3 separate regions of the Mus musculus genome follow, and all the other regions are linked to region 3. The links are chromatin contacts, called in public HiChIP or PLAC-seq maps. All regions are on one chromosome and are shown on one strand. Each heading gives the region's core, a stretch centred on a gene start, on an enhancer-like site or on the middle of the called end of the contact. The rest is flanking DNA. Distances are from core to core; before and after follow the strand shown.

Region 1 (2,700 bases), core at 58-2,557, 310 kb before region 3:
GGTTAAACGTCTGTACCTCTCAGCCTGGCTGGAGAAGTAGTTCTGAATACCGCCCTTCTTCCTGGAGCGTCCATGTTGGGTCCACACCAACATTGTACTCTGGCCCCTCATATAGTGCAGTCTACAGGTTTTGCATTTCCACACATAAACTGGGGTCGAGCTTAGACTCTTCAGGTTTAACGTGAGTCTAACAGGGCCTTTGCAGACACTCTCTGTACACACAGGACAGATGCAGGACTGGGCAGAAGAGGCCCCACGCATCAAGCACCACCCCGAGGAGATCCAAGTGCTGATTTCTCTTGTAATCTGCAGACATCTTGGCATCACCACTTTTGCCTTTGAACTTCCTGCTGTCTTATCATACTTCCAGAAGGGCTGTCCCTTCATGGAAACCACTAGGTTCCAATATCTCCATTTTCTTCAGCGTGCCTGCCATCACCCTGCGTGGGTTTGGGGGACATGTCAGACTGCACGGAGATTTGAGAGATCTGCCAGTCTACAACAGTAGAAGGCAAAGTCACATTACAGATTAAAGTTCCTGGCAGTTCATCTCCTCCTGTGGTGACCTTTGATGATCCTCAGGAATCACATACCTCCCTTAGATGGGACTACCCACCCTTCGGCTCTCCATCACCTCCCTTCACTTCAGGCGTGAGCACCATCGCCCATGCTGGTCGCTAACTTAGGGTGCATCCCACTGGCCTCCCTCTTTTTGCTGTCTAGATGCCCACTTCCCTCAGGAGCTCTCACAACCATTCTGCCCTGTCTCTAAGCCTCTGACATTGTCTCTAAAGTCTGCGAGGATCAAAACCCAAAATGAGGTTGGGGAGACAGCAAGTAGCAATTACATATGGAGATGTTTGGCATGGAGCTAGGAGCTTCATAGACACCAGCTTTAATACTCAGCACAGTTAGGATGGGTAGGAAGCTCTTGTACTGAACTGTACACAGTGTGTGTGTTGCTCACGGTCTCACGGCTGCTTAGTAGGTAAACTGAGTGCTGTACACAGCCCCGGTCTTTCAACCTCATAGCTGCTCTGCTTTGTCCTCCCATTGTGGCCCAGACTAGGCTTTTTGCTTTGCTCAAGAGTGGGTGTGTGGAATAAATCTGTCGCTATCTCTCAGATACCCTCCGTGACTCGCTGGCCTGTTCATTGTTCTGCAGATAGATCAGCAAGGATAAACCGTGTTTCAACATAAGCGAGTGTTTGCAAAACACCTTTTCCTCCTCTGCTGGGTCTCGCTCAGAGAGAGCTAGATGCTGCCAAGACTGAGGAGCGAGTGCACATGACTCATTCACAGCCTGCCAGGCAGGCTTCGCGGTGGGACTTCACATGTCGGAGGCACGGCGGCAGCTCTGTGATCTGCTGCACAGAGAGCCGGAGGAGGCAGCCCTGCGGAGGTGACAAACTCAGAGTCCACATGCGGGTGCCTGCCTTTACCCTCCCCAAAATACTTCACTGTCATTGTGTAGATAACAGTGACCCCATGGCGAAAGATGGCTCAGAGAGGTCTATTTCTTCTTGAGTTTAACAAATAATCAAACATTGTCATGCTGTGTGTATGTATGTGTGTTCATGTGTGTAGGTACGAATGCATGTGTGTTCATGTGTGTAGGTACGAATGTGTGTGTGCTTGTGTCTATACATATGCATGCATGTCTGTGTTCATATGTGTAGGTACGAATGTGTGTGTGCTTGTGTCTATACGTATGCATGCGTGTCTGTGTTCATGTGTGTAGGTATGAATGCATGTGTGTTCATTTGTGTAGGTACGAATGTGTGTGTGCTCGTGTCTATAGGTATGCATACGTGTTTGTGTTCATGTGTGTAGGTGTGACTGTTCCTCTGTGTAGGTATGAATGTGTGCATGTGTAGAGGCCAGTCGTCAACGTTGGCTGTCTTCCTTAATCATTTCTTCATCTTTTTTTTTTTTGAGACAGAATCTCTCACTGAACTAGCTCACTGCCAGTGAGCTCCAGGAATCATCTCCTCTCTGCCTCCCTAGGGCTGAGATTACAGACCCATGCTGCTGTGGCCTGGTTCTGTGTGGGTGCTGGCCGTCTGGACGCAGGCCCGCATGCTTGCATAATAAGCACTTTACACTGATCTGCTGCCCTCCTAGATTGTTTTAATCTCAAGGGAAAGCTATAGTTGGGTTTTACAAACATTGGGTGGCAGGTTGTGGGGTGGGAGGTGAGTTGGTCGGACACTATCCGGCACACCTAGAATAGGCTTTTCTTCTTTGTTTTTTTTTCCCCCTAGTACTGGGAATAGAACCCAGGGCCTAAGCGATCACTCTGTGACTGTACTGTCTCCAGGCCAGTGACACGTTCTTATTTAGGGTCTGGTCAGAGGATAGCAGCCCAATCCTTCAGTGGCACAGACCCTTCCCCTGCACGGATGGTGATGCCTCCCCACCCATTTGGGTCTGGATCCCCTCAGCACCCCTCACACCGTCTCTCCAACCCTTATCTGTGGGTTTGTTTTTTATCAGACCCTGATTGGGAAAGCCAAGGCCAGCACCCCATGTCCTCAGGACAACGTGTCACCTCTGTTACTGTCTCAGTGACAATTTAGTAAACATCTTCTGCAAATGACAAAGTAAGTACTTGGCTTTTAGAGACAGTTTTGACCCCTCCCAAGCCCCTCCTCCTCCTGTGAGGAGATGTCCTGCATGCTGAGGACTCGTCCCTGGCTA
Region 2 (2,700 bases), core at 157-2,656, 370 kb before region 3:
GGGGTCTGACGTCATGGTGAGTCATCTGCTCCACTACAAAGTCGGGAATCCGAGGGGGCAGTCAAGATGGTCTAAGGAGAAACAGCTGGGGCTCATTGGCCTGTCGCAGACAGGAAGTTAGCACCTCCAGTCTCTGCCCCAGGAGCCACAGTTGGCTTTATCAAACAGGAAGAGACAAGATTAGAATACGGTGGGGCTGAAAAATACAGTCTAGACTGATTGTCCCTGAAGAGTTGTCATCCACACGAGCTTCTGAAAGCCAATTCACAGGAAGGTATCCCAACCCAAGGTGCCAAGTGAGCCCACTGTGCAGGTGTCAGCCACACAGTTGCCATTGGGAAGTAGGAAAACACCAGCTCTGAGCTATGTGGAAGCATGAGTATTGGTCCTGGATGGATGTGACAACTACTGGGGACACTAAGGGTAGGTACCGTCCTTATCTGGCATCAGCCAAGGATGTGGAGATGCAGGATGTGATGTAGAGAGCTACCTCAGTTAGTCTTTGCTTTCAGCAAAATAAGTATCATGTCCCTGGACCTGCAGGTAGTCCACACAGAAGTGAAAGAATTGGGTCTAGTGCATCTGTGGGCAAGGTAAAGCACACCAGGTGGAGGCGCTATGGAGACAGACTCCAAGCTCGCACTTGTAAAGTACCAGGAATCAGAACTGCCTAGGGAAGACAGCCGGATACCAGCAGAACTGGACTTCCTGGTCATGACTGCTGGATCTGACCAAGAGAGTTCTTCGGTTGCTGAATTCCATATTTAAATTTAGCCTGCAAATGAAAAAAAAAAAGCAGCTTTTTACAACTCTAAATAAACTTTCTACTACTGAGAATGGTGATTGAAGCAAAAGTAAAAATAGCTGCTCACACCACGATTTGAGGAAATCTAAATCTGAAACGATCGTGTTTTTTTTTTTTTTTTCCTTATTTGCATGCTACCAAATAAGGACATCGGGGAAGCAATGAGTCACCAAGATTCTAGCATTTACCAGACTGCAACATGAGGGGAACGCATTCCCTAGGATGAGCTCTGTGATTGGCTTTCCCCTCATCCCCGATGTGGACCCTTATACACCTACCTGAAAAAATCGGTCCTGATTTCTTTTCCTAATTCTTATGGCAGTGTTTCAGTGAGTAATATTCATGCTTCAGACTGTCGAACCTGTGGAAATAATGTCCCACATCTGAGGAACAGCTCAACCCTTTCACAGATTTTTCCAACCTCTGTTATCTCGGTCGATCACACTCGATGTGCGCGGAATCTCCAAGGCAGAGCATGCGGCTGTCACCTAGGACATCACTGAACTGTGGATCTTTTTTGCAGAGACGGGTGACTCACCATCCAGGAGGGGGTGGAGGGAGGATGACACAAAGGAAAACGAGATTTAGAGATCTGAGCTCTCTGTTACCGTGTCACATGGTCCCTGCATAAACCAATGTTCTACAAGTGCGGAAGCCCAGCCGAAAGGTTCGGGCACGGCCTGCCCACCCAGTGTTTCCTTCTCCAGCTCTTAGAAGACAGTTTAAAGAGAGCTCCGGAATGTTCTGGTCTTTTGTTTGGAAATTTCGCCTGCTTGTTGACTAGTTGTCTGTGGACCGTGGGGTGGGTCTGTTTGCTTTAAACAGGCTGAACGATGTGTAAGGCATGCCGGCTGCTTTTGTGCCTGGCTTATTTGAAACTGTTTTAGTGTGACACTGGAGGACTTTAAAGGCAACTGTAGCTGTGGTGGGATGTTCTTGCAAGTTGGTACAAGAAAAAAATGTGTCTATTTCTTAGCACATGATCAGTGGTCTGCATCTCCCCTATAATTAATAATAAAAATAATAATAATATCACAGGGTCTTGCAAAGAAATTTGAATTACTGAAGTTTTTTTGGGGGGGAGCCACTTGCCCCCTTTATCAGAAGACTGCCAAACATAGTCCCAAAGATGGAAGACATTCCTTGTTCTTATATCACAGGAGTTCAAACCCTGTATCACAAGAGAAATGGTTTCTGGAGAGTTATGGAGAGCTACAGTCAGTTTTGCATATTATCATAACAAAAAATAACCAATAAAGATACTGCCCCCTTCATTGTATAAAGGAGAAATAAATGAAGGAATTGCCACTGAGCTAGGAAGCCTGTCCGTCCCACCCCCTCAGTTTTCACCCATCTTCCTGCAAGGAAGCTCAATGGCTGCCAGAAAGGAAGAGACCATGGCTGTGAACTGGTCAGGCCAGAGGTTGCTGGGCATCAAAACGGCAAGAGGCAGGTCACAAAGACCAGGATGGGCAAAGCAGATCTTGTCCTGCCTTTATCTCTAATTAGTTGTGTGGCTTTGGATAAGCATTTCACCTCTCTCATCTGTCAAATGACAGGCTGGGACTAAGTTCTCCAATGTCTCCAACAGCTCTGGTAGGATAGCGGTGTGTGTGTGTGTGTGTTGGATTAGATTATTTTATTAAGGATCCATATGAAGGCTGTGAAGAAAAGCTGACTGTTTCTGCAAGCTGCAAAAGAGCAGACTCTGGAGGAGCTATGAAATGATCCACAAGGAATCCCTGCGGTGGGTTGAAAAACTATAGAATTATGGAATTGTGTGTAACACACAATCTGAGTGAGGCTCTCTGAGGCCATACAAAATGGGACACGCTAAAGCAAAGAACCCAGGCTTTTGAAGCCAGCCTATGCCCCTACTCCAGTCTCTCCCCATG
Region 3 (2,700 bases), core at 172-2,671:
CACCTCGGGGTTATAGAGGTGTGAACACCACCCCTTGCCTTTTCTCACATGGATGCTGGGAATTCCAACTCATGTTCCCATGCCTGAGTTGCACACTACATCCCTACAGCCTTTTATTGGTTTCTTAAACACCAACCAGCATGAGACTCTTGTGACGAGACGTTCCGTTCAGGCTCATGGGGGCATGGTGTGGGGAGACTCCCATCTTGTGCAGGAGCAAGCAAGCTTCCCCTTCATTGCCTGTCTCCTTGTCACTGTGGCTTTGCAGGTGCCATGAGTCAAGAGCACATACTGAGACCTCCATCTTTACTGGACTCCTACAGGGGGCACAGTTCTCTAGCCTGTCTTCTTTGATCTCTGAGTGTTTGCCCGCCCCACCTCTGCCCACACTCAACCAACTGTAGAGGAAGCTGACTTCTCTCTCCTTTCTTTTTGGTGTTAACATCGCTAATATCTGTGGCGCCTCCTTGCTTCAGGTCCCATTCATTGTTTAAGTCACAATGCTTCGTTATGCTAATTAACCCTCTTTGATGTTGTCTTTCTGTTGCCTTGTGGTGGTTTTCATTCAGTTTTTTTTCCACTACTAGAATTTAAAATTCAGAACTACATCAACACTGAGAAACCAATTTTCCTCCTTTTTGTGCGTTAGATTTATTGTTGCCTTAAGCATCTGTTAATGTTACGAAACATCATTCAGATATGGTTTATTAGTTGCGGTTTCTTTAGAGTTACAGATTATATCCCCCAATAATAGTAAAGGCTATGACTGTTGATGTGCTAATTCCGAATGGATAGGATGGGGTGCCAGAGTATCCCAGTAGTCCCCGACATTTACAAGTGTAGGGTTGCCTTTTTGAAGGTCCAGGCCTTGCATGGCTGCCCTGTCACTCCAATTCCTTCACCCATTTCATAATTTCACATGCCTCGGACGGGTGGCTTGGAGTCTACCTTACCCTATGTAGAGAGCATCAAGATGGAGCCATCCATTCCCTCTCCTCTCAGCGACGGTTGACGGAGCAGCCATGTTCACCCAGCCTTCCCAGAAGGACTGTGAGCTGGAGGAGAGAGCTGAGGCCCACAAAGGCTTCCCGGCATTGCAGGTGCTTAGCCACACCTTTTCGTCATCAGGATGCACCTTCCCAGAGTCCTCTTCTCTTCTCCCTTTTGAATTGGAACTTCACATACAATCAAAGCCTTAGTCTTTCTGTTGCCGCCTCTAACTAGACCAACCGACAGGCGTCCGGGTTATAGAACATGCTTTGTGCTGGGTGCCTGTTTCCTTTGCTCTTTTCCTTCCCAGGTACTGAAACCTTAGACAAGGGCTTGCCCCCAAACAGGTGCTCAGCGGCAGTTTTGTAGGGATGTATTGATCCTGAAAGACGCAGGCGCCCGTGGAATTCCATTAGCAAACAGGCCCTGACGGAGACAGCACATGGCAGCACACTCGGGCGGAATGCTATGTAAACAGCCCTGAAGGGTGACTCAGAGTTCCTGAGCCTTCATTTGGGATATAACCATTTTTATAAGGCTCTTAGATGAAGAAGCCTATAATTATTTTTCTCATTATGAGTTTATTTTGCATTCCTATGGCCTCATAAAAATTTGTGCTGCCAGATGAATATTAAAACCAGTAATTTCTTCTTTACTAACCTGAGCTAGTCTCCCTGAATCATAGCAGACTTTAGAAGTGTGGAATGTGTGCTTATACACCTTTATAAAGTGGCTACAAAACACAAGGTTTGGGCACTATGAAACATCATATTTTGATTATTTTCCCTTCTTGGTTGAATCTCTTGTGTTTTTAAAAAATACATAATAGAAAAGGCCAGTCTGCTTTGATGCAGGTGTGTGCCTAGGCTGATCAATCTAGTATGTGTGCTGTAAAAGAGGCAGAAAATGAAGAGGGGCCTTTTGGAAATGACTCTAACTGTAAAGCCCTCCTGAAGCCATTTTTCGAGGACAGCTTTCTTTTCTCTGATATATGCATTGATAAAGTTTTTGTTCTGACACCGGTTCATCTCTTTGCCTGAAATGCACTTTATCTTGCGGGAGCTTCATTTGCCCAGACCTCCAGAAGTGTCAGGCCCTGAGATTTATTACCTACCAGCAGGTAGCATGGGATGAGGCTCATATTCAAATAGAAGGAGGACAGGATCACTTAATATATAACACCTGCTCCAGCGACACCCCATTCATCCTCAAACAGCTCTCTTGGAAGCCTCAGCCATCGGAATGTGCCCGTCTCTACTGCTGAAGGCACCTAAGACACAGACTTCCAGGCTCAAATCCATTGTCTCAAATTGAATGTGGATGGAGGTCAGCGATTAAGTAAGCTTGGTTTCCCTTTCTTCTGGGCGAGAGCACATGGATGAGTTAGCAAAAGTTCGGAGGCTGTGGAGGGAGATTGAGAACCGTGACCATATGTCCTAGAGTAAGTCCATGATTCCCCACCTAGGCTAGAGCCAACAAACACAGCAGGCCATCCTACCAGAATAACCGGTGTGACAGCTGCCATCTAGATAAAGCCTAGGTAACCCACATCCGTGGTTCCAGCGTGCAGCACACGAGTGGCCTGGTTCTCTCAAAAGCACCTACTCTAAGTGACATTGCATAGTGATCACTTGAGACGCAAATTTCTTGACCTGGGGACTCTGGTTTGGCACTGCAGTCTTCTGGTGCCACTCCTGGACCAATGAGTCG

What was found. HiChIP or PLAC-seq counts read pairs in DNA pulled down with a chosen protein or histone mark.
Region 1: a contact with region 3 is called in a FOXA1 HiChIP or PLAC-seq map of pancreatic cancer cells. The contact joins two enhancer-like sites. A contact is called at or near these places in 3 of 484 Hi-C or Micro-C datasets (DN2 thymocytes, bone marrow-derived macrophages and nephron progenitors) and 1 of 115 datasets of contacts at active chromatin or transcription factors (pancreatic cancer cells).
Region 2: an HNF4G HiChIP or PLAC-seq map of pancreatic cancer cells shows a contact between it and region 3. The contact joins two enhancer-like sites. A contact is called at or near these places in 2 of 15 datasets of contacts at CTCF or cohesin (the NIH/3T3 cell line and large pre-B cells), 4 of 484 Hi-C or Micro-C datasets (the HL-1 cell line, bone marrow-derived macrophages, liver and 1 more), 17 of 115 datasets of contacts at active chromatin or transcription factors (astrocytes, bone marrow-derived macrophages, cardiomyocytes and 14 more) and 1 of 9 other capture datasets (embryonic stem cells).

Annotation. Positions count from the first base shown.
Region 1 is chr3:52,138,963-52,141,662 of GRCm38.p6, reverse strand. No RefSeq gene overlaps it. Among named protein-coding and RNA genes, the nearest start is that of Maml3, 35 kb to the right of the region's middle. Within about 2 kb of position 1,307, at least 64 of the 459 cell types and tissues checked have an H3K27ac peak or open chromatin away from gene starts, as enhancers often do. A contact at or near this core is called in pancreatic cancer cells, where this site is marked.
Region 2 is chr3:52,196,862-52,199,561 of GRCm38.p6, reverse strand. No RefSeq gene overlaps it. Among named protein-coding and RNA genes, the nearest start is that of Gm30074, 18 kb to the right of the region's middle. Within about 2 kb of position 1,406, at least 216 of the 459 cell types and tissues checked have an H3K27ac peak or open chromatin away from gene starts, as enhancers often do. A contact at or near this core is called in pancreatic cancer cells, where this site is marked.
Region 3 is chr3:51,824,447-51,827,146 of GRCm38.p6, reverse strand. All of the region lies in intron 2 of Maml3 (mastermind like transcriptional coactivator 3), which reads left to right. Among named protein-coding and RNA genes, the nearest start is that of Gm46803, 120 kb to the right of the region's middle. Within about 2 kb of position 1,421, at least 14 of the 459 cell types and tissues checked have an H3K27ac peak or open chromatin away from gene starts, as enhancers often do. A contact at or near this core is called in pancreatic cancer cells, where this site is marked.